Linked DNA regions of Macaca mulatta: regions 2 and 3 are each linked to region 1. A link is a contact called in public Hi-C data. All regions are on one chromosome and are shown on one strand. The core of a region is the stretch at or near the end of the contact, and the rest is flanking DNA. Distances in the headings are between cores, read along the strand shown.

Evidence for each region. Hi-C and Micro-C count contacts between places; a contact is called where the count stands out from the background.
Region 2: a contact with region 1 is called in a Hi-C map of cortical neurons, with 2.8 times the contacts expected there. The contact joins two enhancer-like sites. A contact is called at or near these places in 2 of 14 Hi-C or Micro-C datasets (CD4 T cells and cortical neurons).
Region 3: a contact with region 1 is called in a Hi-C map of fetal cortical plate, with 1.7 times the contacts expected there. The contact joins two enhancer-like sites. A contact is called at or near these places in 2 of 14 Hi-C or Micro-C datasets (cortical neurons and fetal cortical plate).

The regions. Positions count from the first base shown.
Region 1 is chr14:121,993,221-121,996,737 of T2T-MMU8v2.0, reverse strand. No RefSeq gene overlaps it. Among named protein-coding and RNA genes, the nearest start is that of SC5D, 27 kb to the right of the region's middle. Within about 2 kb of position 1,592, at least 4 of the 40 cell types and tissues checked have an H3K27ac peak or open chromatin away from gene starts, as enhancers often do. A contact at or near this core is called in cortical neurons and fetal cortical plate, where this site is marked.
Region 2 is chr14:122,107,752-122,111,268 of T2T-MMU8v2.0, reverse strand. No RefSeq gene overlaps it. Among named protein-coding and RNA genes, the nearest start is that of SORL1, 18 kb to the left of the region's middle. Within about 2 kb of position 1,803, at least 9 of the 40 cell types and tissues checked have an H3K27ac peak or open chromatin away from gene starts, as enhancers often do. A contact at or near this core is called in cortical neurons, where this site is marked.
Region 3 is chr14:122,059,010-122,062,526 of T2T-MMU8v2.0, reverse strand. No RefSeq gene overlaps it. Among named protein-coding and RNA genes, the nearest start is that of SORL1, 67 kb to the left of the region's middle. Within about 2 kb of position 1,931, at least 7 of the 40 cell types and tissues checked have an H3K27ac peak or open chromatin away from gene starts, as enhancers often do. A contact at or near this core is called in cortical neurons and fetal cortical plate, where this site is marked.

The DNA.
Region 1 (3,517 bases), core at 343-2,842:
AATGCTCTATGGGTCCTTTTCTAGAGGGCAAGGACTCCCTTCTGCCAAAAACACTACAAAAAAGATGGCTTCGGTGAGGAGGATTAACTCTTTGTAGTTCGAAACATTGGATTCCGCATAATGACGTTGAGCCAAGGAAATGATAAGCTTTCCTGTGCCCGCCCCACCCCCCAGGGTGGCATGAATATGAGTATGATTTATTTATTCTGTCGCATTTCTTCAAACATCATTGACTCTATTTGTGTCTATTCTTACTGGATTATGCTGTGATATTTAGGATGCACTTAAAATGGACATCAAAGAAAGCACTTGCTTATTCCCGGCATTTAATATGAGCATCTAATTAAGTTCAGGTTATTGTGTTAACTATTGTTCAAATCCATAGAGTTTATTAAACTACCTAATTTTCATATAATTCTACTGCAATTAGTGGTTATGTATTCATTCAACTGCTCAGATGAAACACATTAAATCTGGATACGGAGAGTGAATTGTTTTCATTTACCTAACTGTTAGACTTGATCATAAATGTTTATTAGAGTAAGATACACAGTTTTTGTTTGAATTCATGTCTTTAGTGCATCCACCATCGATTGCTGTAGACAGAATTTGCACGGTGTTTACCTTCATAAGTGTCTTGACCATCAATTACTTTTGCCTAAGTTTGTTTTTTTAAAAACACATTTTAGGGATTCTCTATCCTTCTCCTGATTTCATGAATACTTTTTAAAAACTTCCTCTTTGGGCTGGGTGCAGTGGCTCATGCCTGTAATCCTAGCACTTTGTGAGGCCGAGGCGGGCGGATTACCTGAGGTCAGGAGTTCGAGACCAGCCTGGCCAATACAGAAAAGCCCCATCTCTACTAAAAACACAAAAAATTAGTTGGCTGTGGTGGCGTGTGCCTGTAATCCCAGCTACTCAGGAGGCTGAGGCAGGAGAATCACTTGAACCAGGGAGGCAGAGATTGCAGTGAACTGAGGTCACACCATTGCACTCCAGCCTGGGCACCAAGAGTGAAACTCTGCCTTAAAAAACAAAAAAACAAAAACAAACAAACAAAAAAAACCACACACACACAAACAAAAAAACCTTCCTCTTTGAGAGGAATTTTAAACTTTTGCAATGGGTATGGAGAAAAATGTAGTCCCTAGTACCTTTTATCCTCACAGAGAGAATGAGAACTGCCAGACAGGAACACTCTCAAACCATTGCCACTGAACCCAGAAATGCACAGAAATGTAGAAGCCCATCCCTCCTCCAAACAAAGCCACTGCTCTCTGTGTGCTCTGAATCACAGCCTCTCCAGCCTTCTTGATAACCTTCATCTGAGACTTCCATCCTCCCACTCAACTTGCCACTTCCTTCAGTACTTAAATATCCTCCAAATTTCTCGTATTTATATAACACCTCCCACCTTGACCCAATGCCCTATTATCGACTATTGGCTCTATCTGTCCCCACATTTGGAACTGTACTTCCAGAAGACCATCTCCATTCCTTTACAACCAGTCATTGTATTTCTTCGCCATAGTCTGGCTTCTGCTGCCACCACTCTACTGAAGCTGGTTTTATCAAGCTTACCCATCGCCTCCCTGTGTTAAATGCATTAGATGCTCCTCAGTCCTTAGTTTCCTTGGCTTCTTGGTGACATTTGTCATCACTGACTTTCCTTCTTTTGGAAGCAGTCTCTCCCCTTGGTTCCTGCAAAGCAACCTTCTCCTAGTTAGTCTCATATCTCTGGCTCCTTCTCAGTTTATTACTTGCTCCTCTTCTTCTTGACTTTTCCATATTCCTTAGGATTCCATCTTTGTCCCTTTTATCACTCGACACACTCTCTCTGGGCCATGTCTTCATGGCTTTTGTTCACATCTATACCTGCTAACTCCCAAATCTGTATCTCCCTGGCACCCATCCATTCACACAGCAGTATTTCTCATGTACAAACCTGATTGCATCACCTCACAGAATATCCTTTTCAGTGTCTTCCCATTGCGTTTATGATCAAACCAACTTTCTTTGCAGGAACAACAAAGCCTTCCAGGATCTGGCCGCACCTTGCTCTCCAGCCTCTATCTCTTTCCAGTCTTCTAGAATTCTACATTCCAGCCATGCTGGACCTCCTTCAGTGTCTTGAATGGTCCATGCTCTTCCCACTCTTAACCTTCCTTCAACCAACTATTTCTACCCAGAACCCTCTTCTACTGGCCTTCCTACCTGTCACTTTCAGACATCTGGTTAAGCATTGCGTCCTTTTGGGAGAATTTTCTCTAGGGTATGTTACCTCCTGCAAACTTACTATCTCATAGCACTTCCACAGATTTCCTATCGAAATGTCCACTATTGATATTCCTTCTTAACTATTTACTGCTTTATCCTACCTTCTAGCATAACACCTGTTATACATCAGGTAATCAAAATTATTTGTTGAAAGAATTTACCTAAATGATAATAGCATTATCTGAGGATTCATGTTTTGAGAATTTTCACATCCCTTCAGGGGGGTCACCCTTGGGTATTCTCCCATTTGCTAATCACCCGCTGCTTCCAAACCAGCCTGCTCATTCATAACAGTTGGGCTCTTCCATGAAATTGTGGAGGAAAAGGCTGCAACACCCAGGCAGCTGTGCTGATCTCCAGGTGTAGGATACAGTGTGAGTTTCATTGAAAAGGTGTCTAACATCTGATTCAAACAACTCCTGGCTGTTTTATCTTCAGACCGGCTGAGTAGTTTGTACATATACTCTGAAACCTGCTTTGAATATTATGATTAATAGATGATCACAAACATTGTCCTTTTTTTTTTTTCTTTTTTTTTTTTTGAGATGGAGTCCCACTCTGTGCTCCAGGCTGGAGTGTAGTGATGTGATCTCGACTCACTGCAACCTCCACCTCCCAAGTAGCTGATTACAGGCATGTGCCACCACACTCAGCTAATTTTTGTATTTTTAGTAGAAACGGGGTTTCACCATGTTGGCCAGGCTGGTCTCAAACTCCTGACCTCAAGTGATCCACCCACCTGGGCCTCCCAAAGTGCTGGGATTATAGGCGTGAGCCACCGTGCCCAGCCAACATTGTCCTTTAAACATCTAAAAAGTATTTATTAAACCCTAAATGTGGCCTCATTAGCTCTTATATCTAGGTTTTTTCCAAAGGAAAGCAAACAGTGATTTCAAATGGGAAGAAAAAGATTAGATATGCAGACAATAACTTCACAGGAAAACTTCCAGGGCAACCAGCTTCATATACTTGAGAAAAATCTTTCTATAAACATCCTTCTGGGTGAGACATAAGTCATGGGGCATGGGTCTTCCTGGGGCCTATGGAGGCGTTGCATCTAAATCTTGCCCTATTGACTTTTAATCCTGCCTTTTTGTAAAGATATTTACCCGAAGTTTTTCCCCCTCTGTATCAGGACCTAAAACACAAGGAAATCTTAACCTAAGATAAACAAAATGTTTGACGAGAACCCAAAGATAACATTTACTAAAGCATCAGAATGTAAAGAACTATCCAGACC
Region 2 (3,517 bases), core at 554-3,053, 110 kb before region 1:
TTTAAATATTTTAGTGCGTCTTCTGTTTGAGAGTTGTCAGGTTCCTCTAGCAGTGCAGTCTGGAGCCATGTGAGGGGAGATGAATGAGGGGACATGAGGGGTCAAGAAGCAAATATTCATTAAAGAGATCAGGAAGTGGGTTTGTCCTCATTAAGGCATAATCGCAGCAGACCACAGAGCATAGTGGAATATGAAGCTGTGGTTTAGCCAAGGAAACTATAAGGAACGAACCTGATAGACATGAGAAATAGGAGCAGGAAACCACAGCACTGTTATGCTGAAGCTGTGTAACAGACTTTTCCCCGTGGTCATTTTGCCTAAATCAACTAAAACCATGTCTAATATATTTAGCACCTATGAGGAACTCACTTCTCCTCCCTCTCCTCTTCTTCTTGTGTGCATGTGACTGTCTTACTGGACAACCTTTATTTCAAAAGCAGTGTTGTGAGAACCCAGCATATGGCTCTTGCTCAAGAGCCTCTCCTCAATCCTGAATTGTAGCCCAAGACATCACAGATCACTGAGCTGGGGTGTGGGAGGTCCTCAGGCTGTTGTCTTAAAGCTAGTAGAGGGCAGAGCTCAGATATGAACACAGGCAGTCGAGCTCCAGAGCCCGTGCCCTTAACCACTTCATTGCTCCTCAGTTGATTCGTGATCGTGATATCCCTAATCCCCTGACAAAAGAGAAGTACCCTGGGAGATCTAGCCAGTGGTTTACAATCATTTGAAAATTTCAAGCAGCAGAACTAGACTTATTACAATTAAAACCTGACATAGAACCTCAATGTATGAAACAGACAAAAGCAGATGTATGGTACTGAGGCTGTGGGGGACCCAGGGTTTCCAAAGCCCTGCTTGCTTAACTCTGCCAATCCGTAGGGTTCTGCAGAACACACAGTGAGAACTACATCACTCTGTTAGCAACCAAGTAAATTGAAAATTGACATGTAATAGTAAATTGACATGCTTTTTCTTTTTATCTCTTTGCCTTTCTTTCAACCAGATAAGAGAAATGAGACTCAGGACAAGTAGACAGAGCAAAGGGAAAGGGACAGAGCAAAGGGAAAGAGCCAGTGCACAGGGCGTTATCAGAGAGCAGAGCTGAGCAAGGCACTGCAGTGGGGCATCATGGTCAAGGTGAGCCGTGTGCGATCATCCGCAAGTATAGGAAAAAGGGACAGGCCATTTGTGCCTAACACCATCCCCAAGAACTTTTGAAGGAAAGGTAAAGACAGGAAACTATGAACTGGGCCAACATGTGAACAGCTTTCTGCCCTCTAGCATGCCTTCTTTTTGTCTATGCAACAATCACATGTACTTTGCACAAGCCCAGAAATGGGAACCTGGTTTTCTGTCCTTTGCTTATGTTTGTAAGCTTCCCAAGCCTACCTCAGGAAGGATGTCTATTGAGCAGATGGGTTTGTGAAATTTCCTAACAGGAGGAAGCTGTTTGCTACAACAACAGCTCAGAGGGTTCTTCTGCACTCCGCACTTCAGCAGTTGTGCCAGCTGGGTGAGGAAGAACACAAAGGGAACCAAAGCTGTGGGCTGGTGCATTTGAGTCAGAGGCCTCTTTAAATGTAACTGATGAAGAGAGAGATTGAGAGAGGATTATAATAGTCAGGCTGTCCAACTACTTAGGTAACCACACTTAGTGAGGATTCCGCAGATCCAGCAGCTGGATTTTAATTTGCCAGGCTCAGAAATTCCATTTTATCAAAGCACATGCCCTTATTTGGGCCATTATCAGTGTCCTAGATATTGTCCATTTTCCTTTAAGCCAGTCTTCATCCTTTCTTGCCCTGCCCTGTGCTTCAGGAGACTGGCACTTGGTTTCCAGTTGGCTTTGGCCAACTGGAGGCACTGCGAGGAGATCATAGTGTTGCAAAGAAAGGAGGTCAGGGGTTATTCTCCTACTTTCCTACCTTCTAGGTAGTTATGGGCTAGCTATGTCCCTTTACTGAAGGCCTGCCCCTGTGGGGTCATTCTCTTCCATCCAGCTGTCCTCTCTGGGTGTCAGTAACTGCCCCTTCCTCTGGTCTCTTCAGGCTCAGGTTGGTAAGAGTTTCGCAGACTATTCGCCGAGAATACCGCATTATCTCATGTAAGTTTTGCACACTTTATAAATCATAGCTTTTAAAAATTCTTGTTAAAGTATCCAACTGCATATGCCATCTCAGAACACTTCTGCTATTCAGTCAACATCTGTCAAACTGACAGTATGGAAACGAAGATCAGAATAACTGCCCCCGAAGACTGTGATTTTATCCTATAACTTTATTAGTTTGGATTATTACAAATAGGTTTTGTTTTGTTTTGTTTTGTTTGTTTTTGTTTTTGTTTTTGAGTCGGAGTCTCACTCTGTCATCCAGGCTGGAGCGCAGTGGTGCAATCTTAGCTCGCTGCAACCTCCACCTCCCGGGTTCAAGCAATTCTCCGCCTTAGCCTCTCAAGTAGCTGGGATTACAGGCATGCACCACCATGCCCGGCTGATTTTTATATTATTAGTAGAGATGGGATTTCATCATGTTGGCCAGGCTGGTCTCAAACTCCTGATGTCAAGTGATCTGCCCGCCTCGGCCTCCCAAAGGGCTGGGATTACACGTGTGAGCCACCACACCCAGCCACAAAGAGAACTTTCCAAAGCTCTTAAATTTGTCCTATGTACTATGCTGCCAATTTGAACAAGCTCCCTGCAGATGAACGGTAGTGCCTGGGTAATAACCTGGTTAAATATGTATAGGTGTTAAATAAGCTTACTTTTTCACTCAATTGTGTAAGATTGTAAAACCAAAACTGTATAAAAGCAGTAAATTATTAAGAGTGACTAAATATTAATAGGCTATAGTATGGCAATTCAGTGCACAGGCTTTAAGATGAGACAGATAGGGATTCACATCCATTAACTGTGGCCTTTGGAAAGTTACTTCACCTCTCCAAGTCTTGGGTTTCTCATCTGCAAAATAGTCATGATAATTGAGTGCCCACTTCTTACAGGTATTGTGAACGTTAAATGAGATTCATAAAGTATGAGTACCATGGGCATTTGAAAAATGCTAGCTATTATTATTGCTATTAGTTTTAATTTGCAATTCCCTAATGACATGATATTGAGCATTTTTTTACATTCTTATTTGTGCACTGTATATCTTCTTTGGTGAGGTATCTGTTCAGAGCTTTTGTCCATTTTATAGTTGGGTTGTTCATTTTCTTATTGTTGCATTTTTAGTGTTCTTTTTATTTTTTATATGGCAGTTCTTTATCAGATATGTCATTTACAAAAATTTGCTTCCAGTATGTGGTTTGTCTTCTCATTCTCTTGATACCACTGCTATTAGTAAGTTAAAATAATGATATACTTTAAATTATCTCAGAGTTGTCATGAGGATTATATGGGTTTATATATATATATATATATATATATATGCACACATATATTTTGTTGTTGTTGTTGTTGTTTTTGAGATGGAGTCTCACTCTGTCACCCAGGCTGGAGTGTAATGGTGCAATTTTAGCT
Region 3 (3,517 bases), core at 682-3,181, 65 kb before region 1:
TTAACATCTTATCCATAAAGATCTTTCCAAACCAAGGCATAAATACTTTCTCATTCTTTTGTAGGTCTGCATACTTTTCCACTGTATAGAAGTATCATAACTCATTTAATCAGTACCCCATTGATAGTTATTTAATTTATTTCCATTCTTTTGCTATAGTATAATTAAATCTAGAGAGAAGAGGGCTTGTAACACAGTGACGAATTCCAAAACTTGGCCTTATAAGTGGATTGATGACAATGACTGCTCTATTGTCTCCTGATTGGAGTCTTCGTCTTAGTTTGTCACCTTGTGATATTAAAAACAAACAGAAAATTCCATGAAGACCTTGGTTTTGGCATGTACCCCGCATTTTTGGAACTTTATGTTCTAAAGGGCCTCTAGAGGAAGGAAGACATATGGGATAGTGGAGAGATGGGAAGGGAGCAGAGTGATATGATTAAAAATATAATCATCAGGCCAGGTGCAGGGGCTCATGCCTGTAATCCCAGTACATTGGGAGGCCAAGGCGGGAGGATTGCTTGAGGCCAGGAGTTCAAGACCAGCAACACAGTGAGATCTCATCTCTACAACTTTTTTTAAAAGTTAGCTGGGCATGATGGTGTGCACCTGTAGTCCTAGCTATTCAGGAGGCTGAAGCTGAAGGATCCCTTGAGCCCATGATTTAGAGGCTGATTTTATATTATATAAAATAAGCTATGCTGCATTTTCAAAGGGCTGTTGAGAACTGTTTAGGGGAAATGCAGTTTGTCAAGTGTCTTTTCATGCTTAGGGCTTCACCATGTCAGCTAGCTCTGCTTTGCTGCTGTGGTGCTTTCTGTTCCAGAGGGTGAAATGGAGATGTGCAGAACTGGCCTCCTGAAAAAACTGTGATGTGGCCGTGATAACTGGATTCTTAGGAATCTTAGAAAAACTCGGAATAGCCTAAATCAGAGGTCCTCAACCCCCAGCCACTGTCCAGTACCCTTCCATGGCCTGTTAGGAACCGGGCCACACAGCAGGAGGTGCGCGGCGGGCCAGCAAGCATTACAGTCTGAGCTCCGTCTCCTGTCAGATTCTCATAGGAGCGCAAACCCTATTGTGAACTGAGCGTGTGGGAGATTTTGTGCACTCCTTATGAGATTCTAATGCCTGCTGATCTAAGATGGAACGGTTTCATCCCAGAACCATTCCCTCCCACCTCCCCCACCCCATATCCGTGGAAAAATTGTCTTCCACAAAACCGATCCCTGGCACCAAAAAGAAGTGGGGAACACTGGCCTAAATGACACAGTCACCACCTAAGATCCTAGGAGGCCACTGGGCTCTTCATTTATCCAGCACCACAGTGTACACCAATTGTTTCCAAATGCCAGCTCGTGCACCTGCCGCCTCAAAATCACCCCAGATCTTTTGTAGGGCCCCAACTTATCAGACTCGTGGAATCAGCCTCTCTGGAATCTAAAATAAGCTCGCTAGGTGACTCGGAAGCATCGTCAGGACTGGGAACTCTACCAAAGTAACAGTGCAGATAAACATGACTGCATTTAGAAACCAGGAAGCTCAGACCTTACAGACTCTATATATGGAAGACACCAAATGTTCTGAGCTCTACCAGCCTGATGCTCAAGCATGGAAAAGTCTTAGCATTCTCTCTGGCTTCAAAAGGTTCAAATGTGAGGCTGTGTCTCCTCCCAGCTTCTTGTTAGTCAGGTTTCTGACTGGAGCCCTGGATGAGACTCTGAAACACTGATGTATGAGGGATGTGGTGGGACAGTGCTGACCAAAGAACCAGCCTAAATCTCCTTCTTTGGCCTTATGATAACAGACAAAAGCCCTTTTGGGGAGCAATTGATGGTAGGGAGGATGTTAAATTAGACACTGGGATTGGTTCAACTGGCTAGAAAACTGGTGTGAAGACAGGTACTAGGTCTAAGGCTGGGCCATGGTGCTAGTATGAGGTGGCCCTGCCCAAGGAAGAGCCGCTGCTTTCTCAAGGAATTTGTACAGACTTAGGCCATTGGGTAGTAGCGGGAGACAGGAGGTATGGAGATTCAGGGAGAACTGTCTGGTCTTAAAGCTCAGAATCAATTTTAGGAGCTCTGCTTTCTCTGGGAGAAACTAGTTCTCTTCACTTGATCAAAGTGAGCTGAGGCTAAGGTAGGCCTGCGTCCAGACTGTAAATGGAGATGTTGGCCCTGGAGGTGGATCATCAAGGGTGGCCACCCTCTCCTAGACCTAACCTGCCCCTTCATAGAGGGAAGAGAAATTTTCCTACTTCTATGTAAATGCACTGAAGGTTTAATTTCCAAGCTCCAACTGGGATTCTAGAGAAGCAGGCGATAACACTTTGCTATTTTGGGATGTAGCTGTGCAAATAAATCTCCTTTTAAAAGTCAAAAGCAGTTTCTCAAAGTCCTAATAGTGTTCTGCATATAGTTGGTTGTCAATAAATGTATGGCAAATTAATGACAATAGGTCAGTTCTCTCACCCTGAAAGTAAGTGATATCTGCATATAAAAAGGTAGCCTCTCCTATGATGTGAGGCATGCTAATATCATGTATTTTCTAGTGTCTTGAATCAACACTAAACTACCTGCCCACAACGACTTGCAGTAATCCTTTGTGCTTTGAAAGCACACTACTTCTGTGGAGGAATAAATGGATAAAAGATTCATATGAGCCAGGCACGGTGGCTCACGCCTGTAATCCCAGCACTTTGGGAGGATGAGGCAGGTGGATCACCTGAGGTTGGGAGCTCGAGACCAGCCTGCCCAACATGGTGAAACCCCGTCTCTACTAAAAATACAAAAAAAAAAAAAAAAAAATTAGCCGGGAGTGATGGCGAGCACCTGTAATCCCAGCTACTCTGGAGGCTGAGGCAGGAGAATCGCTTGAACCCAGGAGGCAGAGGATGCAGTGAGCCGAGATCGCGCCACTGCACTCCAGTCTGGGTGACAAGAGCAAAACTCTGCCTCAAAAAAAAAAAAAAAAAAGATTCACATGAAAATGTCTTCATGGATTAAGGAATGTTAGATAAATACTTCAGAGAGAACAAAAGAACACTGCTGTGAACACTCTTTCCGTAAATATCAATCCTTGGTTAAACCCCACATAATAGGGAGCCACTGTTCCCCACAGCTCCATGTAGTCTGGGACCAGGTGAACCAAGGGTCCCAAGCAGAGGCCTAAGCAGACTAACAAGCTTTTGTCTTATTGAGTTGGAAATGAATGGGAACAGGATTCTGGGAGATGTGGAAGAGCGGGAGAAATGAGAAAAGACAAAGGCAGCCTGGAGGGAAGACAGATCCTTCCGTGGGGAGAGAGAAGGATGTAGTATCTGCTCTAGGGAAGGGAGCTTTGAAGCGCTGGGGAGGGAGTAGGAGGGGGAGGGAGTAGGAGGTGGAGGGAGGGACAGATAGATTTTAGGGAGTTTTTGGTGTGATATCATTGCTTTCTCTGTCTCCATACAAAACCTGCTGTAATATTTCTGTCAGTCATCAGTGCTGTCAGAGTTGAATTTGTGTTTTCACTGGGA